Regions from separate parts of the Mus musculus genome. Here regions 2, 3, 4, 5, 6 and 7 are each linked to region 1. A link is a contact called in public ChIA-PET, Hi-C, HiChIP or PLAC-seq and promoter capture Hi-C data. All regions are on one chromosome and are shown on one strand. The core of a region is the stretch at or near the end of the contact, and the rest is flanking DNA. Distances in the headings are between cores, read along the strand shown. Region 1 holds the start of Luc7l2 (LUC7-like 2 (S. cerevisiae)). Region 2 holds the start of Mkrn1 (makorin, ring finger protein, 1). Region 3 holds the start of Slc37a3 (solute carrier family 37 (glycerol-3-phosphate transporter), member 3). Region 4 overlaps Slc37a3 (solute carrier family 37 (glycerol-3-phosphate transporter), member 3). Region 5 overlaps Gm38794 (a long non-coding RNA gene). Region 6 holds the start of Trim24 (tripartite motif-containing 24). Region 7 holds the start of 4930599N23Rik (RIKEN cDNA 4930599N23 gene).

What was found. Promoter capture Hi-C pulls out the DNA fragments that hold promoters and counts their contacts. A called contact is a pair of places that touch in the nucleus more often than the background predicts. ChIA-PET counts read pairs in DNA pulled down with a chosen protein or histone mark. HiChIP or PLAC-seq counts read pairs in DNA pulled down with a chosen protein or histone mark.
Region 2: an HNF4G HiChIP or PLAC-seq map of pancreatic cancer cells shows a contact between it and region 1. The contact joins the promoter of Mkrn1 here to the promoter of Luc7l2 in region 1. A contact is called at or near these places in 3 of 39 promoter capture datasets (hippocampal neurons, liver and pre-B cells), 1 of 484 Hi-C or Micro-C datasets (B cells), 4 of 115 datasets of contacts at active chromatin or transcription factors (effector CD8 T cells, fetal liver, memory CD8 T cells and 1 more) and 3 of 9 other capture datasets (adipose tissue, liver and macrophages).
Region 3: a contact with region 1 is called in an RNA polymerase II ChIA-PET map of memory CD8 T cells, with 83 read pairs. The contact joins the promoter of Slc37a3 here to the promoter of Luc7l2 in region 1. A contact is called at or near these places in 1 of 39 promoter capture datasets (embryonic stem cells), 1 of 484 Hi-C or Micro-C datasets (B cells), 4 of 115 datasets of contacts at active chromatin or transcription factors (astrocytes, effector CD8 T cells, embryonic hindbrain and 1 more) and 3 of 9 other capture datasets (adipose tissue, liver and macrophages).
Region 4: an RNA polymerase II ChIA-PET map of memory CD8 T cells shows a contact between it and region 1, with 94 read pairs. The contact joins the enhancer-like site here to the promoter of Luc7l2 in region 1. A contact is called at or near these places in 4 of 39 promoter capture datasets (embryonic stem cells, liver and pre-B cells), 2 of 115 datasets of contacts at active chromatin or transcription factors (effector CD8 T cells and memory CD8 T cells) and 3 of 9 other capture datasets (adipose tissue, liver and macrophages).
Region 5: a Hi-C map of regulatory T cells shows a contact between it and region 1, with 7 times the contacts expected there. The contact joins the enhancer-like site here to the promoter of Luc7l2 in region 1. A contact is called at or near these places in 1 of 484 Hi-C or Micro-C datasets (regulatory T cells), 1 of 115 datasets of contacts at active chromatin or transcription factors (memory CD8 T cells) and 4 of 9 other capture datasets (adipose tissue, liver, macrophages and 1 more).
Region 6: a promoter capture Hi-C map of pre-B cells shows a contact between it and region 1, with 5 times the contacts expected there. The contact joins the promoter of Trim24 here to the promoter of Luc7l2 in region 1. A contact is called at or near these places in 2 of 39 promoter capture datasets (liver and pre-B cells) and 2 of 115 datasets of contacts at active chromatin or transcription factors (extraembryonic endoderm stem cells and memory CD8 T cells).
Region 7: an RNA polymerase II ChIA-PET map of memory CD8 T cells shows a contact between it and region 1, with 62 read pairs. The contact joins the promoter of 4930599N23Rik here to the promoter of Luc7l2 in region 1. A contact is called at or near these places in 5 of 39 promoter capture datasets (the 3T3-L1 cell line, hippocampal neurons, liver and 2 more), 4 of 115 datasets of contacts at active chromatin or transcription factors (astrocytes, bone marrow-derived dendritic cells, bone marrow-derived macrophages and 1 more) and 4 of 9 other capture datasets (adipose tissue, embryonic stem cells, macrophages and 1 more).

What each region holds. Positions count from the first base shown.
Region 1 is chr6:38,549,796-38,552,845 of GRCm38.p6, forward strand. Luc7l2 (LUC7-like 2 (S. cerevisiae)) reads left to right here and starts at 1,539. Exons shown (of 10, transcript NM_138680.3): 1 at 1,539-2,113. The coding sequence starts at 2,053.
Region 2 is chr6:39,418,873-39,421,922 of GRCm38.p6, forward strand. Mkrn1 (makorin, ring finger protein, 1) reads right to left here and starts at 1,497. Exons shown (of 8, transcript NM_018810.2): 1 at 1,227-1,497. The coding sequence starts at 1,411. Gm10244 (predicted gene 10244) reads left to right here and starts at 1,506. Exons shown (of 2, transcript NR_152168.1): 1 at 1,506-1,780; 2 at 1,868-2,422.
Region 3 is chr6:39,376,046-39,379,095 of GRCm38.p6, forward strand. Slc37a3 (solute carrier family 37 (glycerol-3-phosphate transporter), member 3) reads right to left here and starts at 1,662. Exons shown (of 15, transcript NM_028123.3): 1 at 1,574-1,662.
Region 4 is chr6:39,346,894-39,349,943 of GRCm38.p6, forward strand. Slc37a3 (solute carrier family 37 (glycerol-3-phosphate transporter), member 3) reads right to left here. Exons shown (of 15, transcript NM_028123.3): 9 at 2,447-2,625; 10 at 396-537. Among named protein-coding and RNA genes, the nearest start is that of Slc37a3, 29 kb to the right of the region's middle. Within about 2 kb of position 1,393, at least 101 of the 459 cell types and tissues checked have an H3K27ac peak or open chromatin away from gene starts, as enhancers often do. A contact at or near this core is called in adipose tissue, effector CD8 T cells, embryonic stem cells and 1 more, where this site is marked.
Region 5 is chr6:39,240,203-39,243,252 of GRCm38.p6, forward strand. All of the region lies in intron 1 of Gm38794 (a long non-coding RNA gene), which reads left to right. Among named protein-coding and RNA genes, the nearest start is that of Gm38794, 14 kb to the left of the region's middle. Within about 2 kb of position 1,604, at least 72 of the 459 cell types and tissues checked have an H3K27ac peak or open chromatin away from gene starts, as enhancers often do. A contact at or near this core is called in adipose tissue, macrophages, memory CD8 T cells and 1 more, where this site is marked.
Region 6 is chr6:37,869,340-37,872,389 of GRCm38.p6, forward strand. Trim24 (tripartite motif-containing 24) reads left to right here and starts at 1,472. Exons shown (of 19, transcript NM_145076.4): 1 at 1,472-2,135. The coding sequence starts at 1,772.
Region 7 is chr6:39,116,966-39,120,015 of GRCm38.p6, forward strand. 4930599N23Rik (RIKEN cDNA 4930599N23 gene) reads left to right here and starts at 1,508. Exons shown (of 4, transcript NR_045813.1): 1 at 1,508-1,855. It overlaps Parp12 (poly (ADP-ribose) polymerase family, member 12), which reads right to left and starts at 1,384. Exons shown (of 12, transcript NM_172893.3): 1 at 842-1,384. The coding sequence starts at 1,194.

The sequences.
Region 1 (3,050 bases), core at 289-2,788:
TAGGCCCTATGATCCCTACTTGGCAGCTGGCTGCTTGTTTAGGCCCTTGCTATTGATCCTAGGGTTGAAATGTAGCAGGCAGTCGTCTATACAGCTGGGCTCACAAATGGAAGAGGAGCAGGTGCCCACCTTGGGCTTCAAGCACTTCACTGGGTAATATTTGTGTCTTGAACCAGAAGGCTGAGGAATTTGGAGAGAGGGTAATGTTAAAAATTGGGAAGAAGCTGGGTGTGGTGGCGCACGCCTTTAATCCCAGCACTTGGGAGGCAGAGGCAGGTGGATTTCTGAGTTCGAGGCCAGCCTGGTCTACAGAGTGAGTTCCAGGCTACACAGAGAAACCCTGTCTCGAAAAAACCAAAAGTTGGGAAGAAAAAGTGGAGAGAGACGACATGTAATTAAAAAAACAAACAAAAACCCAAACAACAACTAAACAGTTTTATGCTAAGTTGGCAGCTCAGTTTGTCTTTTGTGTCAGGGTGATGCCTAACTTCTGCAGAGGTGAAAAATGTCTCCATTCCTAACCTATGCTGAGTCTCCGGTATTCTCACTTTTTAAGGCTATTTTTCTCATAACATTGACACCCTGTCTCAAAAACAGTACTCTGAATAATTGTGTTTTTTTTTTTTTTTGGCAAGTTGCTGACTAGATAACGTAATTTGCATCGGCTCAGTGCCTAGTTAAACCTTGGAATTGTGATGATTCTTTCATATGATTTTAATATGAAGCTGGCGCTAGTTTGAAGTTTTAGTTCCTCAATGCATGGGCAATTATAATGAAACGGCAAAAAATATCCATAATTTCCCAGTTATTATCTAAAGTTGCGACGTTTCAGCTTAAAAGACTCGCCAGTTTTTTTTTCCTTTTCGAAAACCGGTAAGCAGCCGTGGCCTAAGTATTTCCCGTTGGCTCACTCTGGCCTCAGCCCCACCAGCCTTGAGATTAAGAAATCAACTACGGTTGGAAGGTCGCAGTCAGCAGGGCGTGGGAGTGCAGGGCGACAGTCAGCCAAGAACCCCACGGAAACGCTGCTCTGCATTATGGCCTGTCCCAAGCTCTCACTTTGCCCAGCTCCGAATTCAGACTAGCAGCTTCCAGCTGTCCTAAACGTAGCAGAAGGGGTCGGGAGGCCTGATTTCCACTGTGTTGATTTCGCGGTTTGTTTGCTTTTTCTTTTTCCTGAACCTGACATGTCCCGAACTCGGGCACTGATGAGGGGCAGTGGCCTGAGGATAAGGTTAGGTGTCCTCCGCTCGGGCTCGGGGCTCCCACGGGCTTGCGATTCCGCCAGCATCCGTCGGGAAAGCACTAACCCTGAGAACTTCTGTCGCACTACTTACTGCGACTCGCTCTAAGCTCGGCACTGGCTAATTTGCGGCTGGACGCCAGGGCGGCAAACAGCAAAGGCCTAAGTGACCTGCTGCTTAGACGCCCGGGGCCGAAGAGGCTTCGGAGTAGGCTAAAAAAAAAAAAAAAAAAAAAAAAAAAAAGAGCATCATTCTCGCGAGACTCAGCCTCCGAGAGGGGCGGGGTGAGCAGACGTGAACGCGCTCGGGAGCCGTTAGGGTGGGACCCTTCGTAGGAGGGGCAGGGCGGAGCGCAGCGACGTGGATGGCGATTGGCCGAACCCCCACGGGAAACGACTAGGCGCGAGCTGCGTGCGCGCTCCCGTCGCGGCGGCTGCGAGCCGCGTCAGAGCTCGCTTGCTGGGGGGGGGGGTTGACGGCTTCTGGCGGGTGTTGGTGTCGGGAGGAGGCGAGAGTCGGCTTAGCCTGTGTCGCGTCTGTCTCAGGAACCGGACGGAGAGTGAGGGCACCAGGGCTCACTCTCTAGGGGGGCTGCCATTTTCCGCGTTCACGCCGTCGTGAGGAGCGCAGCCCGGACTCTCCACGACCCCTCCGACTCCCTACTCGCGGGCCTCGAGGCCGCGGCGGCCACCGAGACAGCGCCGCACCTCCCCCACCCCTTCCCCTCGTCCCCCGCCCGCCAGGGCCCGGCCGGTGCCCCACCCCCGCCTGCCTGCCCGCCCGACCGCCCGCCCGCTACGCCGCCGCCATGTCGGCGCAGGCCCAGATGCGCGCTATGCTGGACCAGTTAATGGGCACCTCTCGGGACGGTAAGTCGCTGCCAGAGCCCTGGGGGTGGGGGAGGGGCCGTGCCTGGGGAGGGGGAGGCCTCCGAGGGAGCACTTGGGCGCGCGCGTGCGGCCGAGTAAGGGGTTCCCAGATTGGTAGCGCGAGGTCCCCCCCGTCTCTCTTCCAGTCCAATCAGGGCTTGGCAGGCGGTCTTGGGGGCGGTGACCGTGCGGATTGGCGGGAACTGCTGCCAATGCGGCGAGGCGGGGCCTGGGAGCAGAAAGGGGAGTTTGTGCCTTTTGCTGTTGACTTGGCGGGGTTGGGAGAGCCCAAGTCTGTCTTGGAGTAGTGGGGCGGTCAGTTTGACTATTGATCAGGGACCGGCGGGGCGCTCAGGTCTCCACCCCCAGCTCCAGCTCCTTTCCTCTGGGCTTTCGGATCACCCCTCGCCGCCGTCCTCTAGAGTGTGGAGAGAAACATCCCCTCCCTCCCTGGTCTTAACGAAACCACTACTAACCCCCAGTTCCAGGGACGCTTCGTCGAGCCCTTACAGAATCAACTTTTTTTTTTCGTGTGTGTGGAAAATCTGACCCAAACCATGGTTTCTTAAAGTGGGTGTGTTTGGCCCCATTTTGTAGAAGTGTTTAGGCCTATTTTTTTTTCCCACCGAGAGACCTCCATTTTGTTAGACCACGTATTAGAGACTTCAGTAAATATTGGCAAATTTTACCTGTGCTGAAAACAGAATCATTTTGGATATTTGATGCCCACTGAATTAGAATTGAAGGAAAGGGCTTTTAAAAATACAGTTAGATTAGAATCCTTAGAAAGAGTTATTTACGTGTTTGTTTCTAAAAATGATGAAATGTTGCTTTTGGGGGATAATTAACAATGTACTTTCAAATTAAAGTTCAGCACTTTCTTAAAAAAAAAAAAAAACAAGTCCAAATCCTGACTTGTAAAAACTCGTTTAGGCAA
Region 2 (3,050 bases), core at 247-2,746, 870 kb after region 1:
GGCAAAGGCTGGAGGAGGGAAGTTCAAGGCCAGCCTGGTCAATGCAACAGTGTTAGGACAACCAGGCTGCAAAGCTGGACCTTGCCTCAAAAAAAAAAAAAAAAGAACAGACTGAGGGGAAAGCTTTAATCTGACGTTATTAAATGTGTTACAGGAAAGACTGGAAGATTCTTCAGTTTGGGAGTTAATATCAACACCGAGTTGTTCATTAGGAATTGCCTTTAGCATTTGCGGTTAATAAACTGTCCTTGCCGGGTTTAAAGTGGCATTTCCTTTTAATTTTCTTAGCCGATAGAAAAGCGTATATAGTCCTTCCTGGTAGTTAAAATCTATATACTCGGGCGTGGTATCATCTCACCCCTGCACTCCCGCACTAGAGAGGCAAAAACAAGAGGATTGCCGAAAATTCTAGGGCAGTCAGACTATATAGGTCAACCGGGGCCACACAGTAGGACTGTCTCAATAAGCCCCCTCCCATCGTTAATACAAACAATCCTTCCTCCAACGTTTATAGCTGGGGAATTATTTTTTAACATACGTACTGTATAACTGTCACCTGATCATACATTTTCCCAATAATTTCGTCTCGCTTACCAAACAAGAACCAAACCTCTCTGGTCGGATCTCCTTTCTCGCAAAGAAGAACGCCTCTCAAAGGGACAGTAATAATAATGGCAGTTCATAAAACCAAGGGTGGAAGAGCCTAACGCCGGCTCCGAACGCTCGGTTCGGAGACAAAGCTCGGAACCGCCGACCACCGACTTACATACAAAGGCATACAAAAGCGGCTGCTCCCGGCGGGGCGGGGGTGAGCGGCGCAGAGAGCAGAAAAGACGTTACAAACGGATAGCCCGGCTCGGAGCCCCGGGGCCGGCCGAGCTCGCCGGGACCCTTGGAGGGTCTCAGGGCGCACCGAGGGTCGTTAGAGCCCGATTCGCATCGGCGAGCTCGCGCCGCATCCCCGAACCTGTAGCGATGGAGGCCAGGGCGGGGACACCGGTCCTCTCCGCACGCACCGGGGCGCCGCTGAGCGAGGCGAGGTGACGGGACCGCCCTGCAGTCCGAGCCCGCAGTCTGAAACCCGCAGCGATGCCGCGGCCAACCTCTGCGGAGGCTGACGCAGCGATGCTGTACGGACAGCCGCAGCGGGGACCCCGCGACGCCCGCCTCCGCCTCTTGCTCGGCCCCGCAGCCCCCGCCCTCCGCCGCGCCACGCAACGTCCTACCTGCAGGTGACCTGTTTCGTCCAGCCGCCGCCGCTGCCGTCGCTGCCGCCGCCCCCTCCTCCCGCCCCCGGGGACGGGGCAGCGACTGTGGGGATAGAGGTGAGGGAGGCCGCTGCCACCGCCGCCGCTGCCGCTCCTGCTCCTGATGTTGTGGCTGTTGTTCCGGGAGCCGCAGCCTCCGCCATTACTGTTTATCCCACACAGCAATGGCCCCGGAACTTCCGGGATCACATAGTTCCGGTCCGGCTGAGAAGGAGAAGACAGCGAAGGGAGGGGAGGGGAGGGAGGCTGAGGAGCCCGAGAGCTCTGCGCCAGTCCCGCGCCGTGTCACCGCGTCTCCGAGCGCTCAGGTCTCAGGAACTGCGGGCTCCGCAGGGCACCCGCGGCCCTCCTCCGGCGACGCTGATTGGTGATGGCTTAGGCTCCGCCCTAAAGGGGCGTGATCACACGCTTAGCCAGGTGTGCTAGGATGGTCCTGGTCCTAGCCATCCTAGCCATCAAAGGACCACATGCAAGGACCAACTTCTGCCTATGGCTGGTGGCGCACGTACAAGGTGGGGGAAGGCCTGGGGCTGTGTCTGCTCTTTATCTAGAGTGAGATCCCAACCTATTGTGTTGGGATCTGTTTCTTTCTCTCACAGGAACTGTCAGAATCCCTGCTGATGGAAGTGCCCAGGTGGGCCTGGCGGCAGACATCTTGGAATCCCACCAATGTGAAGACTTGAGTATCACAATGGCTGCAAGTTCGAGACCAGCCCAAGCTAAATAGATCCTGTCAAAGTAATAACAGTAATGTTGTAAATGAATTATGTGTGGTAGCCTGTTTGTAATACCAGCTCTTGGGAAGCTAAAGGAAAAAAGTGTTTGGTTTTATACCTGACCAGGAACTGAGGTGCATATTTTACATATCAAAGCAGACTTGACCTCCGGACTTCCCTAGCGTCCTTTTAGTCCCTATCTGGCATTCCCTGCCCCCAACCTTGAACTTTCCAGCCCAGGAGCTAGGCTGCCCTTCACCCCAGAGGCTCCTCCCTATATTTCTAGACATTTTCTCTGTCTCCTCTCTGCCTGCATGCCCTTTCTTTTTTTCTCTCTCCCTTCCTTATCCCATCCTTACCCCCGTGGCGACTCCTGAGGCCAGTGAACTAGCCTGCCTGAGAGAGCTTCCCAATAAACCTGCCTTTAATAGACTCGAATCTAGTGTGAATTGGCTCATTTCACCAACATCAGAGAAATAACCTATCAAAAAGGGTCACAGGCTTGAGGCCAGCCTGGGCTACACTGCAAGAATCTGTCAGTAAGCAGACAGCCTTCAAGGACATGCTCCCAAGTACTGGCTCCCAGCTAACTATGCCCATTCCCCTAGAGTTTCCACCATCAGGTTATATGAATCCACTGATGAGGGCAGTGCCAATCATTTCTCCAAAACTGTGTCTAAGCATAAATCACTGGAGTCCAAGACACATCACATGAACTTCTGAGGAACATTTTAGATCCAAAGTTCTCTCTCCCTCCTCAATAAAGTAAACCTGGCTGGACTTCAATGAACAGAGATCTGCCTCCCAAATATTGAATCCTGGGGTTTAAAGACTTCACCACTGTCCCCCTTTATTTTATTTTACTTTTAATCTTTAAGATTTGTTGCACAGCTGTTGGGGAGGTAGCACAAATGTTAGCAACAAATTCAATGGAAAAGTTCTTGTCACTATAGTCATTCACAGGGACAGGTCTTAGCCCTCTAAAGTGTTGGTGTCAAGACTTCATATGCTGGAGTCTCCCACATCTGAGCCAATTACCAAGCAAAGGAAAAGATATGTTCTGAGT
Region 3 (3,050 bases), core at 412-2,911, 830 kb after region 1:
CTTTAAAAGCATGGTCTAGCCGGGCAGTGGTAGTGCATGCCTTTAAGCCCAGCACTTGGGAAGCAGAGGCAGGTGGATTTCTGAATTCGAGACCAGCCTGGTCTACAGAGTTTCAGGACAGCCAGAGCTATATAGAGAAACCCTGTCTCAAAAACAAAACAAAACAACAAAAAACGCATGGTCTAGTTCAGTGGTAGAGTGCTTGACCAGCACCCATGGCACCTGACTACCAACCCTAGCACTCCAGAGACAGGAAGATTAGAAGGTCAAGGACATCTTCAGTTACACAGGGAGATGGTGATTACCTGGACTATTCGACACTTGTCCGTGCACTTGCTCGCTCTCTCTCTCTCTCTCTCTCTCTCTCTCTCTCACACACACACACACACACACACACACACACTTTTTCTTAAAACTGCCGCATTACCACAGATGTTAAGGACTTAGCTAGCTGTTTCAGGGTTCCTAAAACCACATCCATTTATACCAGGGTTCCTAAGGCCAACTTCTCCCTATTTTCTTTCAAAGACAACTACTTTCTCCTCTGCCCTTCAGACAAAGCCCTAATCGTGCCAGTTATCACTGCAACAACAGCATGTCATCCTCACTTGAGGACCAGGCACTCATCCAAAACCTTAAACAATGAGCACTGAACTGCTCCTGAAAAACAGAGAACTCTGACACTAAAGGTCAAGTCCATTTACTTCACTTCTTTCCTCACTTAAGGATTAAATGAAAGGATTTACTGTGTGTTTAGGGCAGACTCTGTTTTACTTACAAGGAACATCTGGCAAGTGGCAAAAGAATAATTCAACTACCACAGTAGTCGAGGTGTTCTCTTCATCAGTGATTGTTTCGTAAACAGAAATGTGAGTGAAGACATCAAGCAATGGCTAAAGAGGCTCGCCCTGGCAACTAGGTATCCTCTAAACATTTCAGTAAAATATCACGGCATCGCTTAACATATTGCAGAAAATGTTAAAAGTGGACACATCCCCATTGTCTTATCAAAATTAAGAACAGGCCACACTCTACAAATAAGAACAACCAAAGTCTGACATTCGAATAAGAAGCAGAGCCGAATTCCCTGAGGTCGTGGCAGTTACTCGAAAACAAACCCCTAGTTTTTCCACGAAGTCAATTCTCCCTCTGACCTCCGTGCATCCTATCCAAACGCCTCCCACCCTACCTGAAACGTGGCCCTCCTCTTGCTAAACCATGAACCCTTTCCTTGGGTTTCATTTTCTTCCGTTCAAACGTCCCATGAGCCAAGATCGGTGGGCCGAGGGGAACAAGTACCCCCTACCCGGGAGGTCTGCGTGGGCTGGGCTGGGCCACCTTCCCTCTCTGGTGTCTGGTGTCCTCCTCCCTCTGCGGTGCACACAGCCTCGGGACTGCACAGCGGCAGCACCAGGAGCTCCGGTGGGGTCCCGGTGGGGGTCTGGTGGGGGCCAGCTGCCAGCGGCGCCCGAGCCGCCACACCCACCAGCTGTCCGCGCTTCCCACGCCCGAAGCCCACCGCGCGCCCAACCCGGCCAGGACCCCAAGCACCCGAGCGCACGCAGGCTCGCACCTGAGACCCGCCGAAGAACCCGCTCCGCTAGACTCCGCTCCCGCCGCCCCCGCCGCCACCTCACCCAGCGGGATGTGGCCAGAGCTTCCGGACGCTCACGTGACCTCGGGGACAGGTGCATGCCGGGAGCTGTAGTCCGCCAGTGCCGCTTTACCTGCGAGCTGTAAAGTCCACTGGTTGGGTTTAACTGAGCTCCTGCAGGAAGGGACTAGGTCCAGAAATGTTAGCGGAGAAAAGCAACGAGTGAGAGATATCATTTGAGAAGAACCGATAGGCTGACCATTTTTTCAAGAGGAGGCGTTATTCTGTTTTAGACTCTTGTTTAATTAAATGCAGTTGTCCATATAGGTAGGAATAGTCATTCACCTGTTTGTATTCACAGCTCTGCACCCCATTGCCATTGCACCAAAATAAATAGTTCGTATTAAGATCCCCAGCAGCGTAGCTGGAAAGATGATTAAATACATACATATGTACGTACATACATACATCTGTGCATTTTTTTTTTTAAAAAAGATTTATTTATTTATTATATGTAAGTACACTGTAGCTGTCTTCAGACACTCCAGAAGAGGGCGTCAGATCTTGTTACAGATGGTTGTGAGCCACCATGTGGTTGCTGGGATTTGAACTCTGGACTTCGGAAGAGCAGTCGGGTGCTCTTACCACTGAGCCATCTCACCAGCCCACATCTGTGCATTTTTAAAAATGGAACTGTAGAGGGCTGGTGAGATGGCTCAGTGGGTAAGAACTGCTCTTCTGAAGGTCCGAAGTTCAAATCCCAGCAACCACATGGTGGCTCACACCATCAGTAATGAGATCTGACTCCCTCTTCTGGAGTGTCTGAAGACAGCTACAGTGTAATTACATATAATAAAAATAAATAAATCATTTTTTAAAAAATGGAACTGGAGAGACGGCTCAGCAGTTAAGAGCAGTGACTGCCCATCTAGGAGACTTAGATTTGGTTCCATGGTGACTCACACTCTAGTTCCAGAGGACCTGACACCCTCATCTGGCCTCCGTGAACATGACACACACAGAGACATACAAAAACACATAAATAAAAATAGAAAGGGGGAGAGGAAGACGTGGAGGAGGAGAAAGAGGAGAGAAGGAAGATTCCCGTGCTACCACCCAGTTTCCTCTTTCAGGGCATCCAAGGCCAGGTAGTAAGAACGCTTCCACCCGGCGCACGCCTTTAGTCCCAGCACTCGGGAGGCAGAGGCAGTCGGATTTCTGAGTTCGAGGCCAGCCTGGTCTACAAAAGGCACTCCTGGACCTGGGTTCATTTCACAGTTAATCTTATGTCTTCGGTGACATCCACCAAACTCTTCTTGACTTACAGACCAGCTTTTAGCTAAACTTTACTAAAACCCTGAAGGGTTTTGGTTAGGAAAACTGAAGCCACAGCAATAGACCCAAGATCCCCCAGCAGAGGAGACGCTGGAGTAATGAGCTAATGCAGAAAGTCTTA
Region 4 (3,050 bases), core at 143-2,642, 800 kb after region 1:
CCTTGGCTGGAGATAGCGGGACAGTGGGAGGAAGCCAAAATGAACACATTCCTACTCCATCTTGAATCTCTCACAAAATCAGCTTCAAAGCCAAGCCATCCCTGAAAGCACACAAAGGCGCTGCATTTAAAGAGATTTCCAAGTGTTCCCAGGACAAAAGAGCTGATCCATCACCCGCAGACTAAGAGAAGACAGCCCCTATAAACCACAGCCTGTCAGTCTCAAGCTGGCCCTCTTCCTTTGGACTTTTTGTTCTCACAGAAGCTGCGTGTTTACTGGTAGGACGGGTTGGGAAAGACGGCTGTGGAGCAAGCAATAAAACTTCAAATGAGATTTCCTAACTCTGAAAGATGGCAGGCGACTAACCACGCGGAAGGAGAGGCACACATGCGTACCTATGATACCTCCGACGTCGTACCAAATGGACAGCTTGTCAGCTTCGGCTTCCTTCCACCCGAAGTTGTTACTCAGATAAAAGGGCAGCCAGAAGAAGAAGGAGTAGTTCACTAGCTTCAGGCAGGCGTAGGCCAGTGAGTACTGCAGGAGAAACCACAACTGTCAACAAGCAGCATACAGCACAGCATGGGGTCCTCCCTGACCTTACCCAGAAGCCCTCTTTCTTTACTTCTACTGGTTTCCAAAAAAAGAAAGGAGGAAGGAAGGAAGGAAGGAAGGAAGGAAGGAAGGAAGGAAGGAAGGAAGGAAGGAAGGAAGGAAGGAAGGAATTATGCACAGCTTTTTCTTAACTACCCCCAGTTTCTTCTTCTATCATTTCTCTGGTAAAAGCAAGGCAGTGTTTGAAACCCAGAAAGCAGTACACACTGTACCCACGTTTCTTTATTTAGACAAAAGGTCCCTGGTGTTCATGCTTCCAACCACCATCAGCCACAGGCAAATTGGCCTAGCAAACCTCAGCTCATCTTGCTGGCAGCCAGGCTTTCTTGGTTCTCTCCCCGCAAATTTAATTCTGCAAACTACGGAGAGTTAATGACTCAGTCACAGACAGAAAGACATCTACCTGTGGACCACATCCCACAGAAAAGAGCCTTTCTGGAGGGCCAAAAAGAAAGAGCTATGGTTTCCACTGGCCTCTGGCTCTCTTCTGAAAGAGCTGCCTTAAGTGGGTGATGGCTGAGACTCCTGTACTCAACACATACATTATTACCAGGAAACCCTGACTATTAGCATCAAAGGGAAGGCAGAGGAAGAGGGCGGACTTCAAAGAGTGTCTGGCTAGAACTCCTGCACCCCACCCCCACCCCCACCCCAGTGCCAGTGATTTCCCAGGTGCCACTTGTTTTAAAAGTGCTTCCCTGGCAGGCAGGGTAGCAGACACCCCGTAGAGAGCCAAATCCTGACCACCACAGCTCTCAGCCCAGAAGCCTGCTACAAAGACAAAGGCTTAGCTAGACTTCCTCTCCACCCTGCCAGTGCCAGAGAACAATGGCTTAGGAGTACAAAGGAGCCAGCAAGTAAGTTTCTTGTTTAGCCACAACAAACTGAAGTTCTGTCTCTACCAAAACAACTGCTGGTATAATATTTTTATAACCGAAAGGCACTATGTTCATAAGAACAGGACTACAAGGGCCTAAAGGAACCAGAGTTTCCCTATCTCTATCTCTATTTCCCTATTCCCTAGCTCTAAGAATTAGAGAGTGTTACACTTGACTGACTGCCTGTTCGTAGGGTTAGTTTTTTAGCAGAGAGGCAGAGGGCAGAAGAGAGCTGGGAGGGACAGAGTAGGATGGCTGCAGACTTGCATCATGAAATCAGATGCTTTGTGAACTATACAATGAGCCAGGCAAGATGGGTGCCATCTCCATTCCCTGGCACTGAGACACAAGGATGGGTTGGGAGACTTATCCAAGTCTCACAGAAAGTTACTGGGCAAGCTGCAAACACAACCTAGGCCTCTTAACTTCCACTCCAGTGATAGGACCCCCAAAACATGAAGACAGACAGACTGCAGCAGCAGGAGGGGCTCCGCTCAGACAGAGTTGACCTGGACTGCAAAGGTTGTGGAAATGCTGGGATAAATTACCAAGAAATCCTTGTGTACTCTGTCCTAGGACTGGGCAACTCCCTACTCCCCAGAATGATCAGAATTCACAAATAGGCAGATGATGAACCATTCAAAACCCCTCTTGGTCCAGGTAAATCTGAGAGATCAAAATATTTAAAAACTTGTTAACTGTGCCTTGGCAGTTGCATGATGGATCAGCATCAGCATGTTCACGAGTCACGTCTGGACATGCCCGCCCAACCCCTGTTGTCTGAAGCTTCTATATGTGACAGGGTTTCCATGGCTACCAGGGAAGCTGACAGATGCTACACAACCACCTAGGACTGCATCAGTAGACAGTAGAAGGCAGCGTGCTCCCCACCCAGCACAGCACTGAAGGTACCACACCCGGCCAGCTGTGGAAGGAGACCAGGGAGTCCTTACCGGGATGACCCCAGGAAGGCAGCAAGCCTGATGAAAGCTTATGGCCTTCACTTGGACGACAGCCCTGTCCTCCTGGATCGAATAGTTAGGCTCATAGTCATCTTCATTTTCAGCACCATCGATGAGTGGCCTCTGTGAATCTTCTTCCGAGCTCTCCTCTGCCCCGATACTCGGGAGACCTAGGAGAGTATTAACAGCGGCCCTGTACAGACACAGCCTGTGTGCCTGGCCTTCCGAGGCTCTGCACACATCACCACTCACAATGTTGATACTGTCCTTATTTTCATCTTGTAGGAGACCAAGGCCAACTATAGCCGACTGAGGCTACCAAGCCCATTCAGTCAGGACGAGCTGCACGCTTCTCAGCTCCTGAGGCTTCGCTTGTACACCCCACAGTTAGCCGTAAGAAAAGAGCAGACTGAATCGTTTTCATAAAGGAAAAGAATCCAGTCTCAAGACGTTACTCTCTTAGCCAGTGTCTCAGACATACAAACCATCTGCAAATGTCTGGTTCTTCCTGTTGTGAGAAGGTGAGCTGCACTCCTCTCAACTCCCTGTAGTGGTATAAGATGGGGCTGTAACGGTCAGTATGGACAGGGCCAAA
Region 5 (3,050 bases), core at 354-2,853, 690 kb after region 1:
CAAAATGTCATCCATTGATTATTTGCATTTAAAAACATTTTGCGTTTATCTATGTACTTTGTTGGTGTGGGTGCGTGCCAGGGTGCCCATGTAGAAGTCTGAGACCAACTTCCCAGGGTTGGTTCTCTTCTTTTACCCCTGTGGACTGGGGTTTGAACTCAGGTCATCAGGCTTGGTGGCAGGCACCGTTACCTGCTGAGCCATGACTGACCCCATCCTTTGGATATTTAAAAATCAAATTTAATCTGGCATCTTGAACTACATTTATTAAATCAGGCATTATCTCTCCTGAAGTCAGTTCATTCTATTGTTTCCCATTCGATCCTCGGTTTCCCCCAACGAAGTAGATTTCTTAACTACTATCTCCCCATTTTACAGATTTTTTAAAAAAAAAGTTGCCAGGTGGTGGTGGTACACACCTTTAATTCCAGCACCCTGGAGGCAGAGGCAGGTGGAACTCTGAGTTTGAACTGAAGCCAGCCTGGTCTACATAGTGAGTTCTAAGATAGTCAGGAATACACAGAGAAACCCTGTCTTGAAACACGCCCTGCCCCCTGCCCCCTGCCCCCTGCCGCCAACGCCATAGTTGCCCATCGCCGCACAGATACTGAATGTCTTTCTACAGACTACTCTAACCCAGGGTAGGAGCCACAGTCTAGCTCTGCCATCCCTAGATATGTAACCCTTGGTAAATCACTGAGTGTCTCTGACACCTGGTTCCCTTTGGGGGGGGGGGCGGGGGGATAACAATTCCTGACAGTTTTGTGAAAATTAAAAAAGGTGATTGAACAGATCTAAAGTGAATGACAGATGGTAATTTGGTGGTAATGATGACGGTGATGCAGCAATGGTAACTCAGTGGTGGTGATGGTAATGACGTTGATGGTAATGATGTTGATGGTAATGATGGTGGTACCTTAAATCCATGACACAGTTATTTGTGACACTATAGAAAAGGAGGATCCCTCAGCACACTGGGCTGGCTCCAACCTAGCATCCTATCTGCATATCCTCCATCCCCACCCCCACCCCACCCATACCCCAGCTACCTCTCTCTCTCCTTTGAGACAAGGTCTCACTGTGCAGCCCTGGCTGCCCTGGACTCACAGGGATCTTCCTGCCTCTGCCTGCTACACGATGGGATTAAATGTTTATGCCACCCTGCGTGACTGCTCCCCTCTCTAATGTATCTCCTGTGTCTCGCCATGGCACCGAATTGGCACCCGCCCACCTACCTTAGAGGCTCCACGCCTAGATTCTAGGAACTTCTGAGTCCCAGGTTGCTTATTGCTGGCATCTGGAGGCAGCTGCCCAGATTTCCAGCCTGGGGTCCTGCCAATAAGCTATCAAGGGCTTTCCACTTGGCTGGCAGCCCCTGAAATCACTGCCCAGATGTTCCTTCTCCCTAATTCTTGCTACCATCAGGAAACAAAATCCAACACACAGAGCAGTCTGTGCCCATCCACAACCATGTGTGACAAATGGTTTCCCTTCCCGGTTATATAACAGCCTAATTCTGGCTGCCAGTGTGCATGCTCTGAAGTACTTTAAACTACGTATCCACTGAGTAAGATCAAGACAGAAAACACAAGTTAATTAAGTTTCACTTTAGTCATTTCCTGCCTTCTCAGGAAACTCAATTCTAGAGGCTTCTTGCTGGTTCCTCACCAATGCAGCCCTTTCTTGGACCCAGAGCTGTATATATCTATCACTGGGGTGTCCCTGACCAGTGCCCTCTGATTTAGGGTGTCTACGAAGCTATGATGCAACTAGGAAAGATTACCTTCTGTTAAGTACTAAAATAGTCTTGGTTTTTTGTTTGTTTGATTGATTGATTGATTGATTGATTGATTTGGTTTCTTAGGACAGGATCTGAAGTACCCTGGGCCGGCCTTGAACCTATGAAGTAGCTGAGGATGACCTTGAACTCTTTGTCTTCCTTCCTCAACCTAGTACTACAGGGCTGTTCCTTCATGCTGAGCTTTAAACTGTGCTGGGGATTGAACCCAGGGCCTTAAGCACATAAGGTGAACACCTTTTCATCTGAGCTTCAGTGACAGCCCCTAAATATTATCCCTCGTGACTTTTTTTTTTTAGCCATAAGAGGTAGAACTGAAGAAAATGCACGACAGTCCTCCTACTGCAATTACCCTTCATCTCACAGAACTGAAAGTTCATTTCATTTTTCTATGATTACTGCAAGTCATCTCAGTAGACCTTTGGATCTCTGCAAACCTCATCTAGGAGACTGTGCTATGTAGTATGAATGTAGTAGAGAAAGCACTAGGTTCTAAATTTTTTAAATTTGGTTTGTTTGCTTCTCAAGACAGGATTTCTCTGTGTAGCCTTGGCTGTCCTGGCTCTTCCTTCATAGACCAGGCTGGCCTTGAGCTCACAGAGATCCACCTGCCTCTGCCTCCAGAGTGCTGGGATTTAAGGTGTGCCCCACCACCACCTTGCTCTCTAAATCTTAATATCATACCCTTCACCCAGATTCCCACTGTGTAGCAGCTCTCTCCTCTCCACTCTTCAAGCCCCCCACTCTGCCATTCTGTGTGTCTATGTGGGGCTATGTGCATGCCAGTGCAGATGTGCACTGGGGCGGGAAGAGGAAGTTGGATTCCTGGGTGCTGAGATTACATGTGATTGTGAGCTGCCTGGTGTACTGGGAATTAAACTTGGGCCCTCCGCAAAATCAGTACATGCTCATAACTGCTGAGCCAGCACTCCACCACTGGCCTCTTTTCAATTCATGTCTTATCTTCACTTTTAGAGTGAATGAACTCTGGTGCTGGACTTGCCACCAGGTTGTGGTTTCCACCCTCCCAACTCTGTGCCTGCCTATCTAGCCTGTGTGAGCACATGCGATTCCCAGCCTCTCCCAGCCTTTCCCAGCCTGAGTGCTGAGTCCTGCTCCAAGACCCTCAGCTGCCTTCCCCACAACACTGACATCCATCGTGCGGAGTCCAGCCATCTGGCCCTCATAAAATGTCCCAGGCTGTGTGCCAAGTTGCACTGTAGATTGTGTGGCCTTTGGTTCCCTAGGAAAC
Region 6 (3,050 bases), core at 222-2,721, 680 kb before region 1:
TGCCCATCACCTGGATAAGGGACCATCCCTTAGAAAGGCAGGTTCACCTTCAGCCACGCTAAAGACACAGAGGAATAATCTCTTTAATAAACAGTGTTCTTCCCCCAAATTCCTGGCCCATAGTGCAGTAGTTCCAGATTCCCCACGAGATTCTCCAGGATTTCTGTCTATTCTGTCTCAGAAACTCCCAACCTTCTCTTTGTCTTCTCTTTTCTTTTGGGTGTTAGCCTAATACACAGTCTCTGATAGTTTCGGCTTCCTTACTCTTTCTCTAAAGCTCCCCTCCATGTGGCTGCTGTAACCATGTGGCTGTTTAACACAAATGGCATGGCATCTCTTCCACTTCTCCATCTTCCTCTGGGCAGCTGCTGAGATTTACAGCTTGCCTGCATTGGTTTTTTTCTTTCTTTTCTTTTAAACTCTAATAAAATTTCCTCCAGCTTCTTTTGAGGCTCTTCTTAAATTCTTTTATTAATGAGACTAAGAACCTCAAGAGGGGACTCTGATTTCCCTAGTAACAGGTGGCACTTCCCATGGGACTCCCCAGAATTTCCGGTAACAAGCACGGGAGAAGGAAGACATGAAATATAATACTGAAACTCTAAAACCAGAATTGAGGTCCCCCCCCCCCCTTTTGAGACAGGCTTTTACACTGACTAAAACCTAGAATAACTTTGAATTTGTAGTGATTTTCCTGCCTTTGCCTCTGGAGTATTAGTATAGGTGTGTGCTACCACGTCTGCCTTTTTTTTTTTTTTAAGAGTTTAATATTCAGGTACTATGGACACTTGCAGATCATTTATTTAGTCCTCAAAAAAATTAACTGCTTTTATTCATTTAAGAAGCAAAATTAATTTCACCCTTTTCCATTGAGGTCTTTTAAAGTTCCGACAAATTTGTAATTTCTCCCCCTTTACATCATTCTCATTAATTCATCACAGAGATAAATTCAGGCCACAAAAAGAGTAAAGCTGCCTGCACACTCCCCCTTTCACACAATGTGGGCTCATACAACCCGGTTTTGGGTCTCTTCTCGTTTGCACGTAACTTACTTCTTCATCCTCCCGTGGCCCTCCCACGATCTTACTCCTTTACCCATTTAAGTCTCCAGTAGTAAAAGCAGTTTTCCAAGCAGTTTCTTAATTAATCAGGCTGGGTAGACTGGGCAGAGCCCCCGCCCCTTGGGCGGGGCCATAGCGGCGGGCGGAACCCGATGCCTGCTCTGGCTCCTTAACAAATGATTCCTTTACAATCTACAGAAGAGAGACACACACACAGCGAGCCAATCAGCGGCCGCGGTCCTCGCGTCCGGCGGGGCTAGCCCCGCCCACTCCCAACCTCCCGCGGGGGCCGTCCGAGCCTCGCGGGCTTCTGCAGACCCCGCCCCCTGGGCAGGCGCGGCGGTCATTGGATGGCGCTCGGCTCGCAGTCGCCGCGGTTGCTGGGAGAGGGAGGTGGGGGCGGGGCCCGCGGTGGTCCAAGGGGCCCGAGAGAAAGGCTGCTAGGCACGGGCGGGCGCGCTGGGCGGAATCGAGCGTCTCGGTGGCGGTTTGCCTATCGGCCCGCGCGGCGGCGTCGCGGTGCGGGAACCGGTCCCCGTTGACAGCTCCGCGTCTTCCGGCCGCGCCACTCGGGAGGTGGCTTCCTCCCTGTGCTCCCTCCGCGAGTCCGTTCGGCCTCGGAGAAGCGGGAGGCGGCGGCGGCTGCGGAGGTCGTCGGGGGCGGCGGGCGGTGAGCGCGCTCCCGCTTCCCCGGCGGCGGCCGCAGGACAATGGAGGTGGCTGTGGAGAAGGCGGCGGCGGCAGCGGCTCCGGCCGGAGGCCCCGCAGCGGCGGCGCCGAGCGGGGAGAATGAGGCCGAGAGCCGGCAGGGCCCGGACTCGGAGAGCGGCGGCGAGGCGTCCCGGCTCAACCTGTTGGACACTTGCGCCGTGTGCCACCAGAACATCCAGAGCCGGGTGCCCAAGCTGCTGCCCTGCCTGCACTCGTTCTGCCAGCGCTGTTTGCCCGCGCCGCAGCGCTATCTCATGCTGACGGCGCCCGCGCTGGGCTCGGCAGAGACCCCTCCACCCGCTCCCGCCCCCGCCCCCGCCCCGGGCTCCCCGGCCGGTGGTCCTTCGCCATTCGCCACCCAAGGTGAGAGGGGCCCGCGAGGTGGCGGGCGCGACCCGCTGTCACGCGGCTGGGGAGGGGGTGAAATGGGCCCGCGCCGGCTGAGCGACTCGGCGGTCCCTCACTTTTGCAGAGCTCTGACGGTTGTGGCGAGTTAGCTGCTCTCTGCTCCTCCGCAAAGCTTTGTCCGGGTGCATATGATCTGGATCAGCTCGTGTACACCCGGGTTATGCGAGCCGGAGGGGGGAGGAAGGGATGGAGATGAAGTGATGGGGATTTTCTTTGATGATTGATTGCAGATTGGCTGCCGTCTGTTTCGAATCTTGTGCGTTCCGGGCTTTTTACCTTAATGAGTTCCCTCTCTGTCCCCTCCGTAGGGGACAAAGGAACCGGGATAAGTTGTTTTGTTGTCTGCTGCTTTCGGAGATTTTATTTCGAGCGATTCGATAAACGATAGAAAGTAAATAGACTTCCAAAGTGTTTTGTATGCCGTAGTTGGAAGTTACTTTCTCTTTTGTGGTGTTATTGGGTAATTAGTTTTTGACAGGTAGTTTCCTTTGCTTATGTTACCAGGTTTAAATCGTTGAAAGTGATTTGAAGTGCAGTAATTATTTCTGGGAGAACACTTGAAGTTTTTAACTTTTAATATTGCAAATATTTGGGCAAATTGACGTCTTTAAAATGCGAAGTAACTGAGGAAGGGAAATCTTTTTTCTCTTGCTTCTTGGGTTTTGTGTGTGTGTGTGTGTGTGTGTGTATGTTTTGTTTGGCTTATGTAGCAGCCCAGAATTGTCCACAGCTAGCAATCTTCCTGCCTCAGCTTCTTCAGAGTAAAGATAACAGGCATGAGCCATTGCACCTGCTAGCCAGACACTTTTAACATCTCTTTTAAAGGGAATAACTGTTTTAAGTTAATTTGTTAAGTAATTATATTTATTA
Region 7 (3,050 bases), core at 258-2,757, 570 kb after region 1:
ACTGTTACAGCAAAAGGAAGCAGGGAGGGAAGAAACTAATCCTTCTAGATAACTGGACTAGATTCGAAGCATGAAGTCTCCAACATCCTCTCCTAACCCAGCATCCCCGAATCATTACCCAAGACATCTTCCTAAAACACAAACCTCACAGCTGACATTCAACAGGCCTTATCACCTTTAAGGTGAGGCCCAAATTCTTCAGTATAAACAGATTTCACTAATCACCTTGCAGGTGCAAGCAGAGAGCAGCCCAGACTAATAAGGACATAAAGTGTGTTGTGGAAGAGTTAGAGAAAGCTCAAAAAAGCGAAAAATCTTTCAGCTCCTGCCCGAGGCGCTAAAAAAGCAAACCAGGAAGGGCATTCCAGACAGGGCTCTGCCACCTAAATGAAACAAAGTGGGGGGTGGGGGGTGGGGGTGTAGAAAGGCACCCAGGAAGGTCTGTGGCTAGAGGAGAGCGGAACTCTCTATGGATCTTGAAATTCTGAATTTCGGCTTGTAAACAGACAAACAGAAGTTGAGTGGCACTTCCAAAGCCTCCTTACAGCTGGGACAGCAAGCCTTGCTGCCTGCTCCTCAAAGCAGCCCTGAGGACCAGCTTCCCTCCTGGGGGCCATACTGCCATGCTCAGGTGTCCCTCTTGGCACCACATTCTATCTGTGCTAGTCCACCATACACTGCCAGTCACTAAGTAGGTGATCAATAAACGTTCTTGAGAGTGAAGGACAGGCGAGGCTGAGGAACTGTCACCTAGCGGTCTGCCCCAATCACGGGACGAGGGTGGAGGTCCGAGAGTGGAGGGCCAGGAGCATCCGCCCAAGCCCACCGTTGGCGTCCTTACCCGGTCTTCAGGAACTTGCAGTTGCCGTAGATGAGAAACTTGCAGAGATGCAGCTGCGCGCAGAGCCCGGTGCAGCCCGGCTTGGGGCCCTGATGCGCGCGGCACAGACGCAGCGACGACACGGCCAGCACCAAGCGCTCCGAGGCTGCCGCCGCGGCCTCCCGGCCCGCGCCCACGGCCACGACCGCCCGCGAGGCCACCACGAAGCGCCCGCAGTCCCGCAGCAGCCGCTCCAGCGCGTCGGTCCCCAGGCTGGTTCGCAAGCGGCGCCGCAGCTCCGCCAACTCCAAGGCGCCCCCCGCCGCGCACAGCAGCTGGGTCACCTCTGCCACTGCCACCGCGGCCTGGGCCATGGCCGTCGGACTGAGGCTTAGCACGGACGGCGGCGCCTTTCACGGGCCGGGCCCCACTGTTTCGCTGGAAGGAAACGAAACCGAAAGCGGGCTCCGGCCGGGAAAACAGGAGCCGTGGGGCCTTGCCACGCCCTCGGGCCGCAGCTGAGGAGCCGGCGCCCTTGTCTTAGGGCCGCCAGCTGGGGACCGCGCGGCTCGACGGCGGCCCGCGCTCGCTTGCGCGCGCACTGGGCGACCCGGCGTGCCTCGAGGCGTCGCGCGGCCGGAGATGCGGGGCGCGGGTCCTCACGGGGCCGGACTCCCGCGTCTGAGGGAGTCGTGGCCGCTCCCTTCGAGGCAGCAGCGTCCTGTGAGGCGAGTGGCGCGTTCAGCTAGGCCCGAGGGACGCCGCGGGGGGTTCAGTCAGCAACCTCGATCTCGGAAAAGCCGAGCGAAGTTTCCAGACGGCGCCGGCCGGTTGCGGCCGGTTGGTGCGTCGGCCGGCGCGCTCAGGGGGGCTCAGAAGTCGCCCGAGCCAAAGCGGGCTTTAGCAGGCGGGCCTCGGAAGCGGGGACGACGGACCCGGTCCCACCGCACCCCGGAACAAACGGAAACAGTCGCTCCGAATTGCCAGACACTCCGCTTTTGTAGCGGATCCCGCATTTCCAGAAGGAAAGCGTAGGTACGTCCTTTAAAGGGGGCCGATCCTCCCTCCCTCGCCCCTTCTGAGTAAAGGTGATGCACCTAGTTCGATTCCTCACCGGAAAGAACTCTCCTGTGTGTTACCCTGGGAGTTAAACGTTCTCGGGGTAAGTAAACGGGGGTGTGTGGGGGTATACCTATTAAAATACGACTTTTGGCACCCCCATTCCTTCCTCCAGGAGTCTCCCGGGAATAAAAGCGTTAGTAAGTCATGTTCACAGGAGAGGACGGAGTACTGGAAACAGTAAGACGGTGATTCAGACAACAAGAGTTTAACAAGCATGTTAATTCTCTGGGTTTGACCTAGAAGGACATTAGTATGTTGTGAGAAAAGATTGTAATCAAGTAGTATTCCATGGGGCTGATCGGAGGTTAAGCGGCCGCACTGCTCTGGAAGAGGACCTCGGCCGGGTTCCCAGCACCCACATAGCAGCTCACAACTGCCTGTAACCCTGGTTCCAGGAGGGATCTGACACCCTCTTCTGGACGCTTCAGACACCAGGCACGACAGGTGTGAAGGCGCCTTTAATCCCGGCACTTGGGAGGCAGAGGCAGGCAATCTCTGAGTTCTAGTCCAGTCTGGATTTGAAAGTGTACACAGTAGGATGTTTTTGAGTGAGCATGAAGCAAACCCAACACTTTGGTCACAGTGGAGTGTGGGAGGTACTAGGAAAGTGGAAAAAGGAAAGGTGAAGGCTGAAAATTGGGAGGTGAGTGCTTAGAAAATTAATTTAAAATGAATAAAATTTTATTCTAAGTATAAAATACTACAGAAAAGAGCAACTGAGGGTATAGCCCCTGGGCTCAATCCTTAGGAAGGTGTGTGCTGGGGGGGGGGGGGAGTATTACTACAAAAATGTAATAAAATGGGATTAGAGTAGACCAATTGGCAAACCCTGGAACCCAGTGAGAGATTCTGTCTCAAAATAAGGCGGGAACTGGAGAGATGGCTTAGCAGAGAAAAGTACCTGCTGTCCAAAGCCTGCCAGCCTGAGGTGGATCCCCAAAACCCAGGTAAAAGGGGATGGAGAGAGAAACACCCCACACCCCCAAAATTGTCCTCTGACCTTCACATGTGTGCTGTGGCACACACATACATATACATAAATAAACTTAAAAAAAAAAAGGCGGAAAGCTCCTGAGAAATGACATCCTACCACACACACACCACAAAA